Linked DNA regions of Oryctolagus cuniculus: region 1 is linked to region 2. Evidence: chromatin contacts called from public Micro-C data. All regions are on one chromosome and are shown on one strand. The core of a region is the stretch at or near the end of the contact, and the rest is flanking DNA. Distances in the headings are between cores, read along the strand shown.

What was found. A called contact is a pair of places that touch in the nucleus more often than the background predicts.
Region 1: a Micro-C map of ear pinna shows a contact between it and region 2, with 5 times the contacts expected there. The contact joins two enhancer-like sites. A contact is called at or near these places in 4 of 6 Hi-C or Micro-C datasets (ear pinna, psoas muscle, skin fibroblasts and 1 more).

What each region holds. Positions count from the first base shown.
Region 1 is chr6:3,236,536-3,240,831 of mOryCun1.1, forward strand. All of the region lies in intron 2 of LOC103345116 (a long non-coding RNA gene), which reads right to left. Among named protein-coding and RNA genes, the nearest start is that of EPB41L4A, 240 kb to the right of the region's middle. Within about 2 kb of position 2,451, at least 1 of the 8 cell types and tissues checked has an H3K27ac peak or open chromatin away from gene starts, as enhancers often do. A contact at or near this core is called in ear pinna, where this site is marked.
Region 2 is chr6:2,843,797-2,848,608 of mOryCun1.1, forward strand. No RefSeq gene overlaps it. Among named protein-coding and RNA genes, the nearest start is that of STARD4, 29 kb to the left of the region's middle. Within about 2 kb of position 2,640, at least 4 of the 8 cell types and tissues checked have an H3K27ac peak or open chromatin away from gene starts, as enhancers often do. A contact at or near this core is called in ear pinna, where this site is marked.

The sequences.
Region 1 (4,296 bases), core at 1,201-3,700, 390 kb after region 2:
AGGCAGAAATGAACCGCTCTCAGACACAGGACTCAGGGCTTTGTGCTTGCTTTTCCTTCTTACAATCACTCCTGTGTTTCTTTTTAAGCACCATCAGTCAGAGCAACTCTAAGACCATGAGGGACATCAAACACAGGTATGTTTAGGGAAAGGCAATTTATCATACTTTGCTTTCCATTCTTTAAATAACGTATGAATGTTCTCATTGCAGCCTAAAAGGGTTTTTGGTGTTCTAGACACTAAATTCTAGAGGCTCCAGCTGCAATGGCTGAATTTCTACCTAAGCTTTAAAGATGACCTCTTTCATGAACTGAATCATAGGACTGTAGAGAACTTAGAGATCATTTAAATCTTAACTGGGTGAAGATAGCAAAGGCATCTCAGACAATAAATGCTGGGGTTATGGGTGTTGCAAGTGCAGCTACTGATGTTCTAGATCAAAGTATGACATACGTGCCACACGCATAAATACATAATGCCTGTACAGCACTGCACTTTGAATTCTCTATCCTGTACTTAGAAACACTGGCTGTCTTACAAAATTGACAACTAATAAATATACAATCTAGTCAAACATATAACAAACTATTGCTATTGCTCAAGAGATGTGTCCAGAAATCAGGAGTTCTAGCAAAGAACTGACCAGATTCAGACATATGTGGCAGTGTCTGCTTTAGGATGTTCTGATCAATGTCTCCTCACCTTACATTAACATAGCTCAAGTGGTTAAAGAAATAATTTGGTTGTGCCAGCTCTTTCCAGGGCACATTGGAGTTTCTGATAGGAATTCATAAATAATTACATTATCTTACAAAGCACTGTGCTACAAAGAGGCTTAAAATTCAAGGACAAATTATGCCTGAGTTTTGTTGCAAATGAGCCAGAAGACGCAGAACTATCTCATGAATTCCAAGATGTCTGAGAAATTCTGTATTACATAATTGTACTTAATCGACCACTCCCTTTACCTTCTTGAATTTAGTTTGTCAGTGATTTTTCATCTATAAAATATGGAAACCACATGTAGACTGAATCAGCAGAGTCTATATGGGAAAGACTCCTAAAATACATGTGCTCAAAGTGCATATCTTACTAAGCTCATTTATATAAAGTTTAGCAGAGAGGAAAACTACTGGAGAACACAGATGAGAAACTGAATGCTGTATTCAGACACAAAACAATCATAGGCCAGTAGAAAAGAAGCACAGAAGTGCAGTTAATTAAATCTTTTCTGGAAAAAAAAGTTTGGGTAAAAATAAAATTCTAAGTATGAAACTACATATGCACACCAAACCTGGACTGTAACGGGAAATGGAAACAGAACTACAGCCAAAGGGATCTGAAAGAGCTTCTCCATGTAAGAAAATTTAGGACTGAAACAGGCAGGACGACTCAATGTCAACGCTGTTACTCCACTTGCTAACAGTATGAGTAAAATCCACTCACAGCCTCTGGTTCCCACACATGGCTGTAAGACGGGCCCATTACTTATTAAGCAGGAGGACAAGACACCAGCAGGAAGCAGGATTGTGCTTTCTCCCCACTCACTTCAAGTTTGCTTGCTGCACCCTCTTTCAACCCTTGGCAGAGAACTTAGGAAGGTGTCAAGGTATCATAGCTCTGTCAAATAAGGTGGCAAGGATAATCTTATGTTTAAAAAATATATATTTATCTGCTTTTATTTAAAAGGCAGAGTTACAGAGAGAGAGGGAAAAAGAAAGAGAGATATTCTGCCTACTGGTCCACTCCCCAAATGGCCACAACAGCCAGGGCTGGGCCAGGCCGAAGCCAGGAGCCTTGGAACTGCATCAGGGTCTCCCATTTGAGTGCAGTGGTCCAAGCTCTTGGGCTATCTTCCCTTGCTTTCCCAGGCACGTTAGCAGGGAGCTGGAAAGAAGTGGAGCAGTAGGGAATCAAATCAGTGCCCCAAATGGGATGCCAACATTGCACGCGTCAGCTTAACCCACTGTGCCACAAGGCCAGTCCACTTACTTCACTATTTTAAACATCACTTTGTTTTACTATCAAATATGCAAAATCTTATCCAACTTAGATTAGCTTCCTGAGAAACATTTCAAAGACCCCAGTAGGACTGTAGCATTAGGCTCTTTCCCTCCTCTTCTCTACCCATGATCACACAGTGAGTAAGCAGCAGAGCCAGGATCTGAACCTGGTCACTTCCTTCCATTCCTTCTCATTGGTCTCCTATCCATGGCCTGCTTAGGGTCTCTCTTGTCAGTCTTTGACTCCTGGTCGTCTAACCTTCCAGGCAAATCTGTTGAACAAGGTCTTCTACAGAATCACCGCACCTCTAACCCAGTTGACACACAGCCTTTGCTACACTGCTCTCTGGTGATGGAAGATGGTCCCACCACAGCCCTCTCTCTTGTTACAAAGCTCTACTGTCAGGCGTGGGTCTCTCCTGGTGGGGGCCCCCAAGCGCTGGGCATCTGTATCAAGTTCTCCAGCAGTTCCCAGAGGAGTGCCTTACAGCATGCCAATGATCCCGCCCAAGCGTCTCCACCACCAACTGCAACTCCAACACTGGACGAGACCAAAGGGCAGAACTGGCTGCAGGATCATGACCTGCCTAGACATTCCCCTCCGACTGGGAGGTGCCTGCTGCTGTCTTTACCTTAACCATATCTGTGCGGTCACCTTTAGAATCCTGATACTGCCTCTGCTGACCCAATAAAATGAAAAGAAAAAAACAACACACAGGAAGATTACTGGAAAAATTAATACTGAGAAATTTTCCAAGATGCCATCTCTGAAGGATTCATGTTAGTATAAGAATGACTTCAAAAATAATCATAAATTCTGACAACAGAACTTTGAATTCATTCAATTATTGTCAGTTGCGAAATAATTTCCCAGTTCTTAGCAGCCAGCCATGCATGGACACAGTTATGATGAAATAGAGTGTTCCCATGTGGGACTGCTTCCAACCGTCAGAAAATCATTAATGAAGCTCAGCACTTTCTCTTTAAGATTCCCACCTCTTGATCTTTGTTTGATCACTTGGGATCACACACCACAAGCCTAATCCCTTTCTGATGGCACAGGCTTAGCAGTGTGTGAAGCTCAAGTCGCCCCACCGTTGGTCCTGTACTTTCTAACAGCCGTCCCTCCAGCACAGCCTGCGTCGCACTCCTCTGTGGCTCCACTCCTGCTTGCTCTTGCTTGAACACTTTTGAGCCCCGACTTGAGGTGCCACACTGAGACTTGAACAGGGTGGTCCCCCCGTGAGGAAAAGGGGGACTGGCTTGCCTTCACCGTGCCACACTTTCGGTCAATGCAACCTAAGTTAACTTTTACTCTGCTGACAGCCATGACACACAGCTGATCTATACCAAGTCATTGCCAGCCATGTTTCTGAAGTCTCCTCAGAGGTACTACAGCTGAGATACAACTTGTCCTGCATACATGCTTTCCGCCCCAGGATCAAGTATTGGCATCAGCAATCATTATGCTTACCAAGTTTAACCAACCTCAGACTTTAGGATCCTGACTTGAGTAATTTATTCTCTTTAATTTCACATCACCCCAAATTCAACAAGAATTCAATAACATCTCCAACAAAATCACACACACACACACACACACACACACACACAAGAATTAAAGGAAAAAGGCCAAAGATAGCCCTGGAAATACTCCTGCATATGATGTCAATCTATTCTGCAGCTATTCAGCTATGAATTTCCATAATTACATTTATGGCAAGGCCCCCACCTCGCTCCACCCACAGTGTGTGATGCAGGCCTTGTCTAGTGCCTCACGCAGATTCAGATATCCAAGTCCTCCACCCTTCCTGGCTGTGAGGTCCGGACAACTTGTTCAACAAGCAAGTTCACTGTGATAGATCCTGAACCTGCTCTGGCTTCTCAAAACCAGGTAACAGGGCCCCTAGGGACTCACCAACCATTTATTTGAAGGTACACAACAGGGGTGAGATCACATTCATTATCAGAGATAAAAGCACACTGAAATTACCAGCTCTCCTTTCCAGAAGCGTGAAGGACCGGAATCCTCAAACGCCTCCCATCTTTCCTGTGCTCACCATGATTTCTGTGTTCCCATTTAAAACTGCCTCAGTGTTCAGGAATATACTTTACCCACGTGAGAGAGTCGACAATTCAAACAGCACAGCTGGGAATTCTCTGTCAGTGGCTAAGAACTAATATTAACACCAATACAACTAAAGCCACTCGTTGGAAACCAGGTTTTGTGATTTGTGCTGTTCAAGCTCTTCCGTGCCCCACAAAAAACCCACCAGTGCCACCTGCTCCTCCA
Region 2 (4,812 bases), core at 1,390-3,889:
TCCCCTGCACACTCACACCTGAGAGCACTGTCTCCTGCACACTCACACCTGAGACCACAGCACTGTCCCCTGCACACTCACACCTGAGACCACAGCACCGTCTCCTGCACACTCACACCTGAGACCACAGCACTGTCCCCTGCACACTCACACCTGAGAGCACTGTCCCCTGCACACTCACACCTGAGACCACAGCACTGTCCCCTGCACACTCACACCTGACAACACAGCACCGTCTCCTGCACACTCACCTGAGACCACAGCACTGTTTCCTGCACACTCACAGATGCTGATCCTTTCTTTCCTGTATAGCTAGTTTGTGCCTGGTGTTCTGCATTTTTATAGAGAAAGGCGGCCTTCATCCATGCATTGTGAGGCCCCGAGTGAGGCCCTGTGTCCTCTGACACCCAGGGACCCCGGGCTACCCTTTCCATCACACTCCAGTGTCCCATGAGCCAGTAGCTCACAGCTCCTGGCAGCTGCTGCTGGGGCTGGCCGAGTCAGAGGACACCTCCCTCAACTTCTCCCCACTTCGCCCCATGCTTCCCCTTTCTCGGTCCCCTCCCCAAGGTGGCAAAATCGCGCTGTGCTTTCCCCCTCTGCATCACTGCTGCATTCCACTTCAGAGTACTGCTGGCTCCGGGGGCACTCGGGAAGCCCCAGGTCCTCCAGGGAACAGCCAGGTCCATTTATCCAGATTCCTTTTCTGCATGGCAACCTGACCCTCAGAAACGCTGCCCACCCACCAAGGCTGGCCAGGTTAATGTGCTGAGTCAATCTAGATTTCTGAGGTGCACTGCGCATATTCATATGGAACACGGAATCCACTAGCAGTGTCTGAGGGGAGACCACCGGACACTCAGTCACCTGCAGGGCCAATAGGTGGTCCCAGCATGCTGGCGAGGCTCCCTTGACGCAGCCTCACTGCCTCCACCTTGGCTGCCTCTGACCTGGGCGCGAGGCTATGCTGCCAAGGGCGGGGCTCGCTGGCTCTGTCTGTGCTGGTTTGGAAAACATCTGTGCCTTGTACACTGTATGGTCGGTAATCACACTTAAGGGCTGCCACGGGAGCTCAGGAGGGACTATCATGGGAGTTGCGGGCTTTAGAGCTCCCAGCCACACCTCAGGGCTGGAGGTCTTTGGGTTCAGCAACTGCCCTTTGCAAGAGCCACCCCCATGGTCTTGGATGGCTTCTTCTGCTCACGAGAAGCCGAAGGTGTGTTCAAGGGAGGCCGGGTGACTCGGGGGAGGGTGTGGCTGGAAGCCCGGCCAGGTCAGAAGCTTCTGCTGGGATCACAGGAAGGCTGAGACATTAAACAGCAACACCTGCCAGGAACCTTCACTGCAATGGACAAGGAAGTGCCCGCTGCCTTCTCACTGTCCATAGCAACCTTGCGACGTGATGACAAGCAGCACTGCCCGCGCTCTGATGCCAGAGCAGACAGCTCCACCCCTCCCAGAAACTGCCCCAGGTGACATCTCCAGCAACAGCCCTAAGTAGCAGGTAGGTTGAGAGCTGTGCCCACCCAGCAGGTGTGGTTTTGACCGCTCTCTCCTCTCCTCTTCTAACCCGGGGCTGGGGTGCTCTCCCCTTCAGGTCAGCCTGCTCCTCTTCACTTCTGTGTCAATTCTTTTTGTGCTGACACATGAGGGTGGGTGATCCACTGCTCTGTGTGTAGGCTGGGAGTCCCTGGCCACCTGGCGTGGAGGAGCCGTGACAGGTGAGGGACCCTGTCTGGCTGTCAGCCAGTACCTGTTTAGCAGCTCATACTGGCAGACAACCAGGAACACTGCAGACGGCAATGGACGGGATTTCTGTCCTTGGGAAGTGCAAGGGTGACATGCAGGGCCTGAGCACCAGTGAGAGGTGCTCAGAGAGCAGCCCTCCCCCGTCCTGTGGTCTGAGACCTGAACCAGGGTCAGGATTTGGAGATCAAGAGGAAGCACAATGCAGGTGAGGGGAAGAACCTGCAAGGGGCCTAGAGGGAACTGAGCAGGGTGCTCAAGGAATCAGCAGATGTGGGGGGAGCACAGACAATGGCACAGGATGAGGGAGGGAGGACTTGGGGGTGTCCAGGACAGTGCAGGTGGGCTGGGCTCTGGACTTGGCTTCCCATGCCTACAAAACAGGTACAGAAGCGCCCGGCAGGATGGAGTACACCAGTTCTACCACAGGGAGCAAGGAGAGACTGGTTCTGGACGACAGAGGCCTTGGAGGAGACCTGAATCTCCATCAGGGTGCCTTGGAAGGCAACTGGGAATGCGGGCCCCTTCCCCAGCAAGCTCCCACAAGAGGGCGCTCAAGCAGGACAAACATCTAGCTCAGACTCCCCGGCCCGCCCGGAGCAAACCAGGGCAGGAAGGCAGCTGCTGGTGGAGCCCCCGGCGCTCCTGGGCTCCTCTCAGACCTCATGATCTGTTTTCTTCTGGGGAGACTCCAGCCGCTGCAGCCCTAGCCTGTGCTGGCCACGTAAGCGGTGAGCTTTCTCCAGTCCTGGGATACTGAAGGTGAACCTTTGGGCCTCTCTCTTCCGTGCCCCGCACAGCAGACCCACCACAGACGCTGAGAGACTGTGTCGTTCTGAGTGAAATCTTGCTGTTCTCTGGGTGTTCCCGCACCGTATGGCCCTCGGTTTGTTAGGGGACTATCTTGGAATTTCAGGCCATTTCCTCGGGAAGTGCTATTAGCGGAACAGGACGCAGAATTCAGTCTAAGGAGCAGGCAACAATGCAGGGCCTGAAGCCCAGGCTGCGTCTTGGGTGATTGTTTAAACACAAAGAACCAGCGGACCCCAATCCTGCCCAAGGCCCCTTGTAACAAAGATGCTCGGATCCCCAGGGGTGCACATGGTGACACCTGGTAGATGGTGCCTCACTGCCCAGCCCTCCCCACAGCCCCACGAGGCCTCAGCTTTTTATGCTGTATCTTGGTTTTATGTTTCTTACAGCCCCTTCCACTTAGACAAGCTCCAGGTTGTCCTCCCTAAATGATGGTTCCCCAGGTTTCCCTTGGAGGGAGCCCTGTCCAGACCCAGGCTCTCGGCAGAACACCTGTCCGTCCTGCAGAACCGGGACAACAGCAACCATTCCAGGTCCCTGTGTGCTGTGCTGTGCCCGTGTCTCCCCCTGGCTCTTCTCAAGGGACCATTGTATTAAAGAGGAGGAAGGAAGTGACTACAAAAAGGAAGTTATGCCAAAGTCATTTCAAAGGTGTGTTTTCCAGAGGACAAAACTCTCCCAAGGCCAGGGATTCAGGCGGGGGAAAGGGCAGTGTAGGGAAACAGAAATCTGGGGGGAGGGGAGGGGACTCCTCTGGGGCCTGGCCCTCCCTTCTGCAGACTGCACTGAGCGTTGGCCCCTCTGCCACCCCTGGCTCCCTCGCCCAGCTCCGTCTGCCTCTCTGTGCCTGTCTCTGAGGCCTTAGAGGTGTGCGTGCCCACTTTCTGTCTCGTGGCTTTGCTTCCCTCTCTGGCATGTGGCAGCCCCTGTGCTGGCTGTCCATGGGTCACTGCCGCTCCCCCCCCCCCAGCTCCCATGGCATCATGCTACTCCATGCCACAGCCAGCGGCCACACCAGCCAGCAGTGAATCAAGGCGTGCGATTCTGTCCTGCCACGCCCTGTGCTGGGCTCTGCAGTGGGAAAACAGAACAACTCTGGTTCTCCGCGGTCCCAGGCCCTGGTGGCAGAGGCTGGCCTTGGGCTTCAGCTGAGAGGGTGTCGGAGGCACCGCGGCTCTGCCCGCTGCTCCCCCAGCCCCAGTGCCTGTCTCACTCTACATGCCCATTTTCCCCTTTGACATTCACGCTCACAGCAGCAGCGGCCATCTGTGCGGCCTCTGACTGCTAAAAGCTGCTCACCGTCAGACTCGTCAGCCTTGGCGAGGAGGCTCACGTCCGGGCGACACTTCTGTCAACTACCTAGCAAACACAGATTTCGAGTGTCACAGGTCCCCCCTGCACAGCCATCAGACCATGGACTAAATCCCGCCCCCAGCTGGTTCTCCTTCGGTTACCACAGCAGAGTGGAAGGCATTTGCTTCACTTTCAGGCTCACGTGTTTTTACGTTTCTGTCGCTGAGGGCGCCAAGCGTTCACTCTGATCCTCAGCCGTGCTCCGTGTTTTTCATTAACGCTGGCAGTTAGGCGGCTCATTCCAGTTCCTGCCCTCCTTCCGGCTATGCCTGAACTCGCTGGCGGCAGTTGCCATGCCAACCCCAAATCCTGGGGTCCTGCTCCACATCCCAAGCGCCGTGCACATTTCCTAACAGCACCTGAGTGTTCTCCAAGCTAAGTAACATATCTATCACCTCATCAACCCACCACACTTTTGTGCGTGGTAAGGGAGATAAAATCTACTGCTCTGGCAATTTTGAAATGGATAACGCATTACTATTAATTGTGGTCACCATGCAGTGCAACAGATTCCTGAAACCGACTCCTCCAGCCTAGCTGAAATTGTTTCCCCTTCCCCAGCCCTCCCCTAGCCTCTGGTGACAGCCTTTCTACTTGGAGTTAATTTTTATATTTCATTAGGTAAAGACCCAACTTTCCTCAGCATGCGAGTGACGCTGCTTGCAAAGCCTGTCCTTTCCCTCCGAGCCGTCTTGGCGGCCTTCTCCAACTCATGACCTCGTACGCGGGGTTGACGTCTGAGCTTCCTCTTCCACGTGACTGCTCCGCACGTCTGTCTGCACGCCAGCACCACGCGGGTTTGCTTACTGCACCTTTGGAGCAGTTTTTAAAACCAGCAGGTGTAGGCTTTCTAGTTCTGTTTTTCACTTTTGAGATTGCTGTGGTTATTTGGGGTCCCTT